Linked DNA regions of Mus musculus: region 1 is linked to region 2. Evidence: chromatin contacts called from public promoter capture Hi-C data. All regions are on one chromosome and are shown on one strand. Each heading gives the region's core, a stretch centred on a gene start, on an enhancer-like site or on the middle of the called end of the contact. The rest is flanking DNA. Distances are from core to core; before and after follow the strand shown. Region 1 overlaps Galnt14 (polypeptide N-acetylgalactosaminyltransferase 14). Region 2 holds the start of Capn13 (calpain 13).

The links. Promoter capture Hi-C pulls out the DNA fragments that hold promoters and counts their contacts.
Region 1: a promoter capture Hi-C map of pre-B cells shows a contact between it and region 2, with 2.5 times the contacts expected there. The contact joins the enhancer-like site here to the promoter of Capn13 in region 2. A contact is called at or near these places in 9 of 39 promoter capture datasets (the 3T3-L1 cell line, 3T3-L1-derived adipocytes, the C10 cell line and 5 more) and 3 of 9 other capture datasets (adipose tissue, liver and pancreatic islet).

Annotation. Positions count from the first base shown.
Region 1 is chr17:73,661,456-73,668,226 of GRCm38.p6, forward strand. All of the region lies in intron 1 of Galnt14 (polypeptide N-acetylgalactosaminyltransferase 14), which reads right to left. It overlaps Gm46602 (a long non-coding RNA gene), which reads left to right and starts at 6,077. Exons shown (of 2, transcript XR_001782216.2): 1 at 6,077-6,241. Within about 2 kb of position 1,991, at least 8 of the 459 cell types and tissues checked have an H3K27ac peak or open chromatin away from gene starts, as enhancers often do. A contact at or near this core is called in pre-B cells, where this site is marked.
Region 2 is chr17:73,395,056-73,402,315 of GRCm38.p6, forward strand. Capn13 (calpain 13) reads right to left here and starts at 4,241. Exons shown (of 23, transcript NM_001033444.2): 1 at 4,118-4,241.

The DNA of each region.
Region 1 (6,771 bases), core at 741-3,240, 260 kb after region 2:
TGACAGGCCATCCTAGAAAAACCACCTAAGCATCAGCTATAGATAAACAGAAGTCTCAAGGATGGCAGGACCTAGGACAAGACAAGGTCCTGTGCAGATAGGAGATTTCAGAAAGTCCCAACAGTGGGAAAGAGGGATGCTTTCTGTCCAGTGGGGATACACCACAAGAGGGGCATTGGATGGCAGGTAGAATGAGTGGGTCATTGAAGTCTCATGGGAGTAAGAGAGATGCTTTCAAGGCTGTCCTGTTGTAGAAACTTAAGAACAGCAGTCCAAGCTCTTAGAAGTTTGGCATGAGAGAAGTAAAGAACAAGGCTGGTCTCACTCATAAGAGGTTCTGACAACCAAAGAGTCAGTCACAGATGATGCTACAGGTCAAACCAGGACAAAGTAGAGGCTTGAAGAAAACCAACTTCCAGGATCAGAGGATTAGGGGAGTCTTAGCAGACAGTTGGTCTGAGCCTTGAGCATTCGTTGGATGTTAAGAATATGTAAGAATAGAAGACCTGATGGGATGAATGAACTATGACCTTGACCTTCATGCCTCAGCTTTCTAGAGGGTACAATCTACTTCATGAAGGTTCAACATACTGGCATGTGGAAAATATGAAATGAAAGAAGAGAAAGAGAGATGATGATGATGACGATGGTAGTCATGATCATGGTGGTGATGGTGGTGATGATGGTGATGAAGAAAATGTTGGTGGTGCTGATGATGATGGTGATGGTGGTAGCAATGGTTATTGGTGATGACAGCAACAGTGATGATGATGGGTAACTGAATGTTCAGTTTACCCAGCATTTTCTAGGATTCAGGCTATTCAGTGATAAACCTAGAAACAGCCAGGTATACTGAGACGATTGCCTGTTCTATTCCACCCATTTTCAGACTGATCATAACAGGGGTCAGACTGGAATCTGTAGGCAGGCTTACATACTTACAAACGATGGGATTAATGACCAGGAAGATACAGAGATCCAGAACCCCACATCTCCCTGGAGTAGAACTGAGTATTCTTCAATGGGTACCATAGTCTGGCTTTTCTCTTCAAGGCACCTGATGATGGGGATGTAGTCAATCGATGATCCTTAACGAGCTGTCCAGTCTAATCATTTCCTGCTGTCAGATCCAGTTAAAGAAAACAGACAGTAGCAGGAAGATGGTAAGACAGCTTGGTCTGGGGATCCTCAGGCCCTTGGGGGCTCATCCGATCTCATTTTGTGCCCACTTTTCACCTCTGCCCAGTAACTACTGCAAGCCTGGCACAAAGTGGGCATTCCAGCCACATGCACAGAATCCAAACTAACTGGGTTCAGCTCTGCTACCTCTCTGGAGTAAAAGTGAGGTCCCTGATTAAATGTTACCACACCAGAGCATGCCTCATGGACTGGTTCTGGTCCCCAGGCCAAGTTAGGCCCATCTCTCCTGTGACATCTGAGAACAGGGCAGTTCTGTAGCCTTGGTGCCTACAGCACATGCTGTTAGAGAAGGCTAAATTAGTAAAAGTAAAGAGGACTCTGCAAAATCTTGCTGCAAGCCTGAGGGATCAGGGATTGGCAGCTTTGAGAGGAGGGGATTTAGGACAAGAGATTTCTAGAGGTCAAACACAAATGTCAGAATAGAGGATAAAGAACCCTGGATTCAGAGGCCATTTCTCTCAATTCAGCCTTCCTCTCCAACCCAGAATTTCAACCCTGGAAAATTCATATTACCCATGAGCCTGGGCCCAGCCCCATGAGAGGCATTTTTTTCACATTTGGTACTCATGTGATCCACAACAGAAAGCCAGGAAATATGCATTGCTACCCTCCATCTTACCAAGAGAAAGCAGTCTCCAAGTGGAACTGAGGCTGAGAGAGGTGGTAAGCCTTTGAGATAAGACAGATAAGGTCAGGGTCTCGGCTGTGAACCACGAGTTGGAAAGCATGAAACCACAGAAACTGGTGAGTTGGGAGTATGCCCTGACAGAAAGCTGATATCAGAAACAGGAAGACTTGGGGTTTGAGAAGAGCCCTCGATGGGCTAGCCAACCAGAGGACTCAGATGCACAATTCAAATCAAGAACTGCTTACTTGCCAGAATCATAGGCAGACAGAGGTACCTGCATGAAAGCATGTGTACACACACACACACACACACACACACACACACACACACACACACACTGATTCCATGTAACCATGTCAGACTAATTCATCTAACCAGGAATCTAACTTGAGGTCTCCACTCCTTCTTCTCTATCTCCTAGGCATCTCCAAAAGCAATCCATGACCTCCTGAACATTTTGACATCAGATAGCAAGAAAGTGAAGCAGGCTTCAGAGTGGGGAGTTTGGTGTTCAAGTATAACCTTCAGGAACCCCAAACTCTCCCAAAAACAGTGGGAGGAGAGTTCAACTTCAAGTCAAGAGGTAAAAGAAAGACCCCCCAGTCACAGCAAGACTCAGGAGCATGGCAGAAGCCACACTGGTTAAAGCAGGGCTGTCCTCTCATGCCAACACCCCAGTCTGGACACGGATCTACTCAAAGCGACAGGATCCAGAAACACTAGCTCTACCCCAAGCTTAGCTGTCTCTGTCACACTGTCCCTTCCTGTCTACCCACTCCACTGGAGGAAGCTCATTAGAACACTCCACTTCCTTTGTGTTTGTGGCTGTGGCTGTGATTGTGACCCCCCTCATTAACTCTTCTGGGCTACCTTTTCTCTGAGTGAAGCAACCATTTCCAGCCCACGAGTGCCATATGCTCTCGGTCAAATCCACCTGGTCATGAGGTCTCCACTGTAGGACCTTTATGACAGAGGGACCACTCTCTTCTCTTGGCCACACCTTTTGTTCACAGACTCAGATATGAAGTCTCCAGCCTGCTGCTACCTTCTAAGAATCACATCTTTCAAATCACAAAAATCAGCAGAAGGCCACAGCCAAGGACCACTCCTGAACAGGTCCCTGCATTGTCTTCACAGCCAGGCTCTGTATCACCACAGTGTCTAGCCTCGGAACACCCCGGCCTTTCCCGTCTTCCTGGGGCCTTTCCACAGACGAAGAATGTGACCTTGAGGACATCTCCATCCCACTAAATCTCAGCTTCTGCAGCCACGATGATAGGCGTTCCATGAAGGTTATTAGTGGTTTCCTCAAGAATGGAAGGAAATCAACCCACTTCAGTGTTCATATGATATGTTAACTAAGAAGCCACACAGAAGGAAAGACACTCTCAGTTTAGTAATGTCTTCAGCTGAATCAGTTTTTATTTAATGACATATGAAAGGTGTTAACAGAAATTCTCAGCTTATTTGTGGCTCCGAATCAGTGGTTTCAGCTACCCCAGCCAAGATGTCCTATTGTAGTCTGAATGTGAAATGTATCCTCTAGGCTCATGTGTTTGAACATTCCCCTAGAGCCAGCCATCTGGTGCTGGTTTGGAAGCTTGTAGAACCTCTTGGAGTTGGAACCTCATGGGAGGAAGTAGGCCCCTGGAGGAAGACCTTGAGATGTTTGAAGCCTATGTCTGTCCTGGACCAAGAAGACAATATAGCCAATGCCTCAGGCTCCTGACTCCACACCATTCCCTGTCATGGTTGAAACTCTCCCTCCCTCAACATGCCAGGTATGTAATCTCACCAATAACTATTCTAAGGTCCTAGAACATTAAATGGAAGATTTCAGAGATAAGAAAATGATGTGTTTTACGTTGCGTGCTGTTCTGCTGCACACATGTTCCACACGCTCCCAGGATGCAATTGACACCTGTGTTTAGAGCATCCCTGCCATATAGGCTGTCGCTCTTAGTAACTCAGGAGCCATCATGGTATCCAGCTTGCTGCCTTAGAATTGCCATGATGATGTTCAAGTGATTTTTTTTCAGTTAATAATGGGCTTGAAATACATAAGCATCACTGCTGGCAACTCAAATACACCAAGGAGAAGCCTGGGGGCAAAAGAGGAAATGGTTTCCTTTAAGTACAAATGTAGAAGTGGTTGACAGAAAAGAGAAACAATCAATCATATGTCAAGGCCACTAAGATCTGAGGCGAGTTGTTAATCCCTTTCCTTGCATAATACATAAATTAAACTTGAGATAAGTATATATGTATAGAAGAAACAGACTATGTAACAGAAAAAAACAGAGGGTTTGATACTCACCGAACTTATCTTGTGTGGATCAAAGAAGACCAGTGGGGAGCAAGGATGCATCTCTCAAGAGTAGAGAGCTTGCCTTTCCTACACAAGGCCCTAGGTTGAGTCCCTAGTACCACAAAAGGGGGCTGGATTAGTGAACGCATGAGTGAAGCTTACTGTTTAGTTCTTTCCAAGCAATGATTGGTACTTGTGGACTTTTAGATGCAAGCTAGCAATGCCATGGGTGCACAGCCTGCAGACAGGACAACCTCCAAAAGCCTTTCAATGTCTTCAACTCAATATAGATTTGCAGAGAATGTGCTAAGAAGGGTAGCTAGGGAGACAAGTAAAATACAAGAGACTAAAATTAAGATGACTTCTAATAACTGGTAGAAACCTCAGACGAACATAGAAAATAACAAGGCAGAATGTGGCCTCCGTTAGGAAGAATGGTCAAGGATGGCTTGTCTGGGTTAGTGACATCTGGTCACATGATCTGGAAGATGGCAAGGCACCGGTCATGGGAAAGGGTGGGGTGGGGGGCGTTCTTGGCAAAAACAATGTCCCAAAAAGCTCTGGGCCAGGGCCAGCATTTAAGTAGGATCTGTTTAAAGAGCTTTATGGCTGAGGATGTAAATAAAGAGGGTAAACTGTAGTAGACATAGCAGCAGTGTCATTGGGTTATCTTAAATTTGTGAACTGTACATGGCATCCAAATGGATAGAAGGATGAAATTCAGAGATAGCTATTCAAGAGATGGGTACTTAGCCATCAGCATAGGGGTGTTAGGGGTGTTCTAAACTGGGGAGACAGGAACCTAAAAAGAAAAGGAAAAGGGGAACCTCTAAACCAAGTCCTTAGCTACATCACCACTGGGCTGAAGTCCAGAAAAAAAAAAAAAACAGGCAAGGGATTAAGAGTCACAAACAAGTAGGGCTTAGTATTATTATAAAACCCATAAGAAAAAGGAATTGATTGAGTGGGGAGGGGCAGCTTCTGAGAGTGGAGAAGAAACAGTGAGAGCGGAGATACAGCTCCTGATCCAACAACAGAGATGATTGTCATAGATTTCATTTGTGTCCCCCAAGTTCATTTGTTTGTTTCACAGCAGTGAACCACTCTGTAGTCTATTATGGTCTGAAACGTACTATGTAGCCCAGGCTAGCCTTGCACTTCTGAGCAATCCTCCTATCTCACTGTACCAAGTGCCCCAACTCCCTGTTGTTAAAGCTTATGCCAAACCTAACTCTCAATGTAATGGCATTAGAAGGTGGGGACTTGCGAAGGTTATTAGGAGTCTTTTTTTGCTTGTTTGTTTTGTTTGTTTTTTTTTTTTTTTTTTTTTTTTTTTTGAGACAGGGTTTCTCTGTATAGCCCTGGCTGTCCTGGAACTCACTCTGTAGACCAGGCTGGCCTTGAACTCAGAAATCCACCTGCCCCTGCCTCCCAAGTGTTGGGATTAAAGGCATGTGCCACCAAGGCCTGGCTAGGAGTCATCTTTAAGGGGATTAGCATCTCAATAAAGAATGCCAGAGAGTTTTTTTTTCAGCCTTCCCCCACTTGAGGTTATAGTGAGACAGCAGGAACCTGGACGTTGGCCCTCTCAAACACTAAATATATTAGTACCTTGTTCTTAAAGTCGCTAAGAGTCAGCCTCACAAGAAAGGCACTTCCGTTATGAATTATGTATAAACACGTGGTCTGTGGCATTCTATTAGAGCAGTCCAAAAAGACTAAGAGGGGAGAGAAGCCTAGGTGCAGATGTTGGTGTGGAGATCACTGAGATGAGATGAAGGAGCAAATGGTGAGAGAGAAAGAATTAGTGGGAGCCTGTGAACAGCATCATTTCTAGAATGTGGCTGCCAAGAGAAATAGAGAAAGTGACATAGGAAAGGTTCATGATTATTGATGAACAAAGATTCTCTCCTCAGGTTCCATAGATAGGCTCTATTTACCACCTAGGAATGTTCGGCTTGACCCATGACTCAACATGGCTTAATGGGAGTAGAGATATGACCAGAACAGGACTTTGAAATTGACCTAACCTGCGCCTATGCCTTCTTCATCATGCCTTCTTTTCCCATGAGAATAAACTTTGGGCAGCCTCTGGATGAAGAAGGGTAAGCATCATTCACAACCTATAGCTGGAATCCCACTTAGATATGTAGAACCCTAGAGTACACATAAACCTACAACAGAAAACAACAAAAATAGCCGGCAAATGTCTGTTGCATACCATTGTGGTTATTTTTTTGCAAAGTGTTATTATGACTAGAGCTGACTATGACAAGGCTGTATGCTACTGAGTAGAGTTGGTTTGGAATTAGTGATGCTAGGGTATATTCTTATACTATAAGAATGATGTGCTAACATGAAAGAGGAGACCGGTGCCTAGGGAAGGGGAAGCAGAGTAGTAGACTCGGGGGGTGGGGGGGCAATGACCTATGAGCAAAGCAAGAAAAATTCGAGAGAATTGAGAGCTTTGGGCCAGAGAAGAGGTGCATCCTCCATCAGTATCAGAAAGGAAAACAGTTGGCTATGGATGTCAGAAATGTAAAGGTTTGGTGGAGGGATGATGAGTAACTCAGCATCTAAGGCTCAAATTTCTCAATGAACAAGAACAATGAAATTCCTCAATGGCGACTGACTG
Region 2 (7,260 bases), core at 2,991-5,490:
ACTGAGCTCTGCAAGTTGATGAACTTTCTACATGCTTCTCAGTTTCTCATTGTGTTGAGCAATTTTTATGCAAAAAAACCCAACTATGCAAAAGAAAAAAATAGAACATAGTAAATTCCCTTGAGAATTCAGGGATCAAGGCAGAAGATCCAGGTTCACCCCCAAGTGCCATGGTTGAAAGCAGTGTTTTCTATGGGCATTCAATAGTGGAAGTGGTGGTGGGTTCAATTGTCTTTCTTCTGGCCTTTTCATAGCGTTTTTTATACAGACATGAGTCATGACCCTCCAAGTAAGGGAAGAGTAGTAGGCAGCAAGTCCAAATGTTGTCATCAACCCATTATCCTGAAGAGCTCCCAGTTCTTAGAAGTCAAATGCTGTAATGCTGCTTTGAGTGTCTTAGTCTCTCTCTCTCTCTCTCTCTCTCTCTCTCTCTCTCTCTCTCTCACTCTCTCTGTGTCTCCTTTATTACTGATACTTGATTGCTGGTTCTCTCTCTATGTACTGTGTTTTAGACAACACTATTCAAGAGGCAGAGATGAAGGTGAGCATGCAGCTCAGTTGGTAAAACATTTGCCTACCATGCACAAAACCTTAGGTAAACTTAGCATGGCAGTGCTTTCTGTAATCTCTTTTTGTAATTTCAGGACTTGAAGGAGGATCAGAAATTCAAAGCCATCTTTACGTACCTAACCAAGAGTCTGAGGTCAGCCTGAGCTACACGAGATTAAGTCTCAAAAGAAGATTATGTCTCAAAAGGGGGTGTGAATATGGGTTGGGGTAGGGTGGGCAGAGTCTTGAGCATGGCAGAGAAGCCAAACTGTACTCTGGGCTTCTTATAGCCCGAGGATTTCTTTTGGCTGTCTTGCTGCATGCTCTACTGTGTGAAATTTTAGAGCTTTGGTATGCACACCAGCTGACTTGTTCCAAACACTCAGGGCATGGTCTAGGCCCGTCTATCTGAAACCCTCATGGTTCTCTCAGGGGTGAAAGAGGTGATCCCTGGGAAATAACCTGCTAACATCATGCCAACAGAATCCTTATTTGCTAATTAATAAAATATCAAAATGATCACTTAGTTCTTTTTGAACTTACATGTTATCTTGTCTTTTGAGAATTGAGAATCTTAATCTCTCTCTCTCTCTCTCTCTCTCTCTCTCTCTCTCTCTCTCTCTCTCCCTCCCTCCCTCCCTCCCTGCCTCTCTCTCTGTCTCTGTCACTTTCTTGTTTGTCTGTTTTGTTTTGTTTGGAGACAGATCTTATATAGCTCAAGGGGGCCTCAGACTCTGGAAGATGGCTCATTTCAGTCATGCACCTCTGTGCTGAGTATGAACGGTTGTTGTCAACTGTATTGCTGACAAAGGTTATAGCCACCTGGGAGATGGGCCTCTGGGTATGTTTATGGAGGGTTATCTTGACTATCTTAATTCAAGTAAGAAGACACACCCACTGTGGGTGTAACTATTCCCTAGGCAGAGGATTCTGGACTGTACAAGAGTAGAAAAAGTTAGCTGAGTACTAACACACAGTTATTTATTGTCATCCTCCAACTGTAGACATAATGTGAATTGTAACTTCAAGTTCCTGTTGCTGTGACTTCTTCCAAAATGAGGGACAATAACATTGAATTGAACCATGATCTAAAGTAATTCCTTTCCCACTTTAAATTGCTTTTGTTAGAGTATTCTTTCACAACAACACAACAAAAACTAAGATACTCAGTCTTTTTGGTTTCCTTTTTCTACCAAAGACAAGGAAGTGCCTCTGCTAATTGCTTCAGGACTCGGATGAGGTGCCAACCCTCAAAGATTAGATATAGGTTTCTCAGTGTAGGGCAAGGAATGAGATAACACAGCTAGGCATGCAGAAAAGTGAGTTCATCTGACCAAGGAAAGTAGGGGAGCCAAAGTGTGCTTCACGTTTCCTCGTCTCTATGCAAGGAAAGACAGGATCTACAACTAGTTCAATGATAAGTGTCTGGCCATGTCTTTCTGTAAAGAGAAGCAGGATGGGTGGCTTTCTTTTTTCCCGTCATTCTCTTGTTACTTCCCATTGCCTTCACTCTTGCTGCCCTGGGATGGTAGCTCCTAACCTGTTAGTACTGTAACACTTAATCATTTTCAGTAGCCACTTCATAGGGAGGTTAAGATAAAGTACACTCACTACAGGACTCAGCTTTCCTGAGCAATAATCACAACCTGTGTACTGCTAAATCCTTTGCTTACAACCTCACCTAAACTTTCAGTCTTGAGAGGGACGTGGTAGGAAGGCTATCACATCTGAAGTGAAGAGAAAACGGGAACACTTCCAACAGATAAGACAGCGAAGGGCACAAAATTTGCCCTTGGTGCCAATGAGGAAGCCATTCCACTGTGCGCTTCCCTGTGGAGCCTTCTCTACTGTGGTGTTTGTTTAAGAGGGTCACTCAACACAACCAAGGAACCAGAGCACAAAACAAGATGTGACAGAACTCTAGATCTGTCATTACATTTAGTAGGAGCTTAACAGCAACCTTCTCCATCTACAAATTAGGAATAATGAGCTTACACTACTTTAAACACTTGCCCATTACACAAGTAGCACATTTACTATACCCCATCATTCATATAGTCATAAATAAGACTTTGTATATTCCTGGTGCCTCCCCTCTCCCTAGGAAGTAATGGGGTGGAGCCTCAGTACACAGTAGGGAAATTCAAGAGAGTATGCTGACTAAAGATCCAGTCAATGCCTCTAGGGGATAAACAGAGGTCTACCTGTCCTTTGTGACTCCATTCTAAGCATAAAGCGAAATCTGCCTTTGTTCTAATTTGGGAAGTTTGAGGTTGACCTAAGCAGCTGGAAGTGTCTCCCTGACAACAGCATCACATCTCTAAGACAGGATAACTTCAGCAGCCTCAGAGGCACTTATGTGACTATGACTGCAGGAGGTGATGGAGGCTCCCAGAACCTCCACAGTGGTAGTGACCTGCCTTTTGTGTTGAGCTCAGACCTTTCCCAACTTCAACCTTAGGGCTAGTACACCAGATTATTAGAAAACAGTGTCTGGGATCTGTGCTTTCCTTTAGTGAATACAAACTGAATAACTACACTGCTGGAGCTATCATCAGTGGAAACAGAACTCATGATTACTGGGCTAGGCAGTTAGTACAGTGCTTGCCACAAAAGCATGAGGATCCAACTTTGAGTCTTGGCATCTATGTAGAAAGCTGGGCCTGGTGACATATACTTATCTTAACAGAGATTATAAAGAGGCAGAGACAGGCAGGTCCCTGGGACTCACTGTCCATTGTTCTAGCAGAAGCATTGAGTGTTGGGTTCCAGTGATGCTGATTCATAAAACAAAGCAGGAAGCTCCTGATGAAGCATCTAAAGTTGGTCCCTTGTTTCTGTATACATGCACACACACACATACACACACACAATAAATAAGTAAATAAATAAGGTAGACATCAAATTGACCTTTTAACTTTGTGCACACACAAGCACATATATTTATACCTGTGTAGGCACAAAAGAAAGATTAAAGAAGGAGGAGGAGAAGGAGAGGAGGTGAAGAAGGGGAAGGAGAAGGAGAAGGAGGTGGAGAAGGAGAAGGAGAAGGAGAAGGAGAAGGAGAAGGAGAAGGAGAAGGAAAGTCATGATTTCTGTCATCTGAATGTTCTTAAGGTCAACCATAACTTCAAGGTTGTGACTCTGTATGAATGAAAGGCAAAGGTGACTAAGTGACCAAGACCCATGGCAAAATTGGGATAAGCTTCTCTATGAAACTCATCTTCTGTTTGTCTCTAATAGTTTCTAAAAGTTGAAAATAGATTTTCAATACCATGTATTTGGACCATAATTCCCCCTCCCCCTGAGTATTCCAAGCATCAATCTCTTTGAACTTGGTGCATAGAAAAGGCCTGGTTTTTAGAGCCCCTGAATCCTGCATCATAGCCCTGGCACAGCACCCAGAACCAGCATCAGGAAGGTTTCTGGGAAGCACATAGGTTCATGAATGGTGGGAGGATTCCCTCGGTCCAGAGCCTGAGAGATGGCTGCCTGCACTTCACCTGTGTCCTCTGCAGGTGCATCCAATAGAGTAGCACCCTGAGCAGTGTTCCTGAAGGAAACTCACCAGTATGAGGCAGTTGTACTGGCCAAGCAGTCTTGAGGCCTGGAGAGAGGTAGAGGGGACGGTGGAGGAGACCTCTGTTCCTTTGGAGGGAATACAAGGGAACTGGCAGTACTAGGTTCTGCCTGCTTCTTCCTCTCAGTTACTTCCTTATATAGGTGCAGCTGGCACTGCAGCCCCACCTTAGTTAAACAGTATTTTCAGCCTTGGCTCTGGGGAGACAGAAACGGGGGTGGGGGGGGTTGTATTAGCTTTCAACAGGGAGATCTCCCAGATTACCAGTCTCTTTGACTCCATCCCTACCTGATCCTACCTCACTTCTGACACACCTACTGATTTCTTGCCTGCCTGACTTGGATTTTCACTGTTTTCGAGTATTCACATGGCTCCATCTTTACTTTGTTCCTGTAATTTTACAAAACCAGGGAAACAGCTCTCCTATGTCCTCATTCTGGAAGCTCAAGCACCCTGTCTTCCCTGGCAGGAGTGGTCACTCTGAGCAAGTCACATCTCATGCTCCTTCCGCTGAAGAACACATTTTCTTTTTACAAATAAATTTCAGAATACATTAACCCCTGGGCATGGTGAGACCCGCAAATGGACTCTGCATCAACTCTGCTTAATGGAGTGTGGGAAAATGGATGGGGCCTGGGAAGCTCATGCCTCCTGGTTGCAAAACCCTGATACTGCAGTTCAGCCTGGGTTATAGGAGGTAATGGGGAAAAATGGGCAAGGAAGGACAAACGTGGAACTCACCAGAAATGAACACGAACGTCTGTTCGCAAACTGATAGGGATGGGAAGAAGGGGATTTGGAACATGGAAGGAAGAATGTGACCACTTGAGAGATGTGGCTTAGACTGCCCATGGGAGACAGATTAGAGAGTGGGTAAGCTAGAAGGTTGGTCATGGCTTGACTTACAGTGGGCTTGAAACCATCCCTACAACTTCTGACTAGCAGATCTAGGGAAGCCCCTTCCCTTAAGCCTTAATTTACCAATCAATGAAATGAATATTGTTTGTTTATCGGGGCACGCTCTATTAGAATTTTCACTAAAAAACACAACAAACAGCACACTTTCTATAACTATGAATAAGAGTGCACAAAAAGGCACGCTTGTGGTACATGCTCCAAATAATTTTACTGATTGAATACGCAGTTAAAAACAGTTGAAAGCCATCAATATCAGAAAAAAAAAAAAAGAGCAGAGAGAAAATGTTTTAGAAAGCCCCACCATATATTAAGATAGTGCCTCTAGGAAAATAATTGGTTTATTTTTTTCTGGCTTACTGATCTTCTTCTCTCATTTCATGAAATATTTTTACTCCTAAAAGCAAGAGTCCTTGTCCTTATAGTATTCACTGAGTGACTGAGTTCAAAGGGAAATGTCCCCTGATGGAGTGTTTGATGTCAGAAGATAAGTCCCTTTTGCTGATAGTCCAGCTGTGAGAATTTAGAATGGCTGAGATGAAGGGGCTGTTTGCTAATCTGGCTTCTTGACTCTTTGTAGTCTCCCTCCCTTTTCCTGTATGAACCCTAGCAGCCAGCTTTCAGTGATCCTTGCTTCTAGAGAATTCTGTTCTGAAGCTATAAAACAGATGACACTTCCCATTAAATCTTAACTAGACTTCCTGCTCAAAAAGAATGTGGCAAGCTCCTTACCAGATACCTGCTGTGACATGCAGCCCATTGGTCCCCAAGTGGGAGGTCCCATAGCCATCCCTTTCCTCTGTATGGTGGCAGCTGTGTACGAAGGTTCTAGAAGCCCCTTCTACCACTGTCATAATCTTTGTGTAACAGCCACACAGATCCTGTGGTGGCCACGCCTGGACTTCTGGGGGCTCTTTCCCTAGAATCTGAATGAAGAAGTTATGTTTTCCATGGCCTGTTGTGTCACCATCCTTCCTGCAGTGGCTTGGCTGTCCCTGTCATGGCTGCTTCCACATCTGTGCTTGTGACATTTTTTTTTTTGCTCAATAACCTGTAGAAGAAACATAGGGCAGAATAAAAACAGAGACAGGCTGGGCTTAGGAGCTACATCCTGTACTTAGCCCAGGCTAGAGTTCTTGAGTCAGCCTACCTCCCAAGGAAAGACTGCTTTCCTGAAAGCCTCCTTAACCATGTAAATGACCCAGTCTACAGCCAGCTCTCCACATGCCTAAGCTTGAGTGCAAGATGAACAGCCTTTCCTAGCTCCTTCTCCTAGCTTCTTATCTTAGTCCTTCAGCTCTGTGTTGGACTTTCTCACTGTGTCCCTTTATTATCCCTTCACAAACCACTGCTTCCTATACCCCGCTCTGTGCTGTGCTCAGGACACATAACTGTAGACCCCAGTACTTTGACCCTCTGCCCCCTTTTCCACATAACACTTTTATTGACTCTCCGGGAGTACACATCACATACCCTGATTATAAATCCTTCCCAGTTCTTCCATGTTAACCCCCTGCCTCCCCTCCACCCCCCAGTGCTTGTTATCTCCCCACCTCCAAAAGAAGAAAAAATCAGCAACAACAACAACAACAAAAAACCAACTCTACTTTATGTTATCTGTAAACTCACTGGAGCATGGCCAAACTCTCAGTGGCCAGCCCCTTAAACAGTCCTTCCCCTCCCACACCTCTGCCAGAAGCCATGGAGACATACACTTCAACATCTCTGACACACAATCTAAGGGTTCTTTTCAGTGGCTTCTTGTCTGGGCTGTTACTTTTTGGAGGTGGAGTGGGGTGGGTGTAGGGGTTGACACTGTAGGGGTTGTCCTTCCCTCTCAACTGTGGACCCTCAGTCATTGATATCACAGCCTAAGTAGCTCTCTTGCTCTCCACAATCGGTGGGAACATGGATTTGGGGCCTCCACAAAGTTTCTAGCAACAGAACAGACCACAAACACACCTCCCTCCCTCCCTGCCCACCCCCCCACCCCCCACCCCCACCCCCGCTGCACAGGAGAAAGGGGGAGAGCAGACAAGCCCTTTGGAGGCTGCCTGGACCACAAACATGGCCTCAGGTGTCAGCTCAAGCAGCCCACATCAGTATGGACTCCAGTGGCTGCAAAGCATATGGACATGATTTCAGGCGACAGCAGAGACCATAGACCTCCACATGACTTTTGGTGATAACATGAGTCATGGACATCAACATAGACC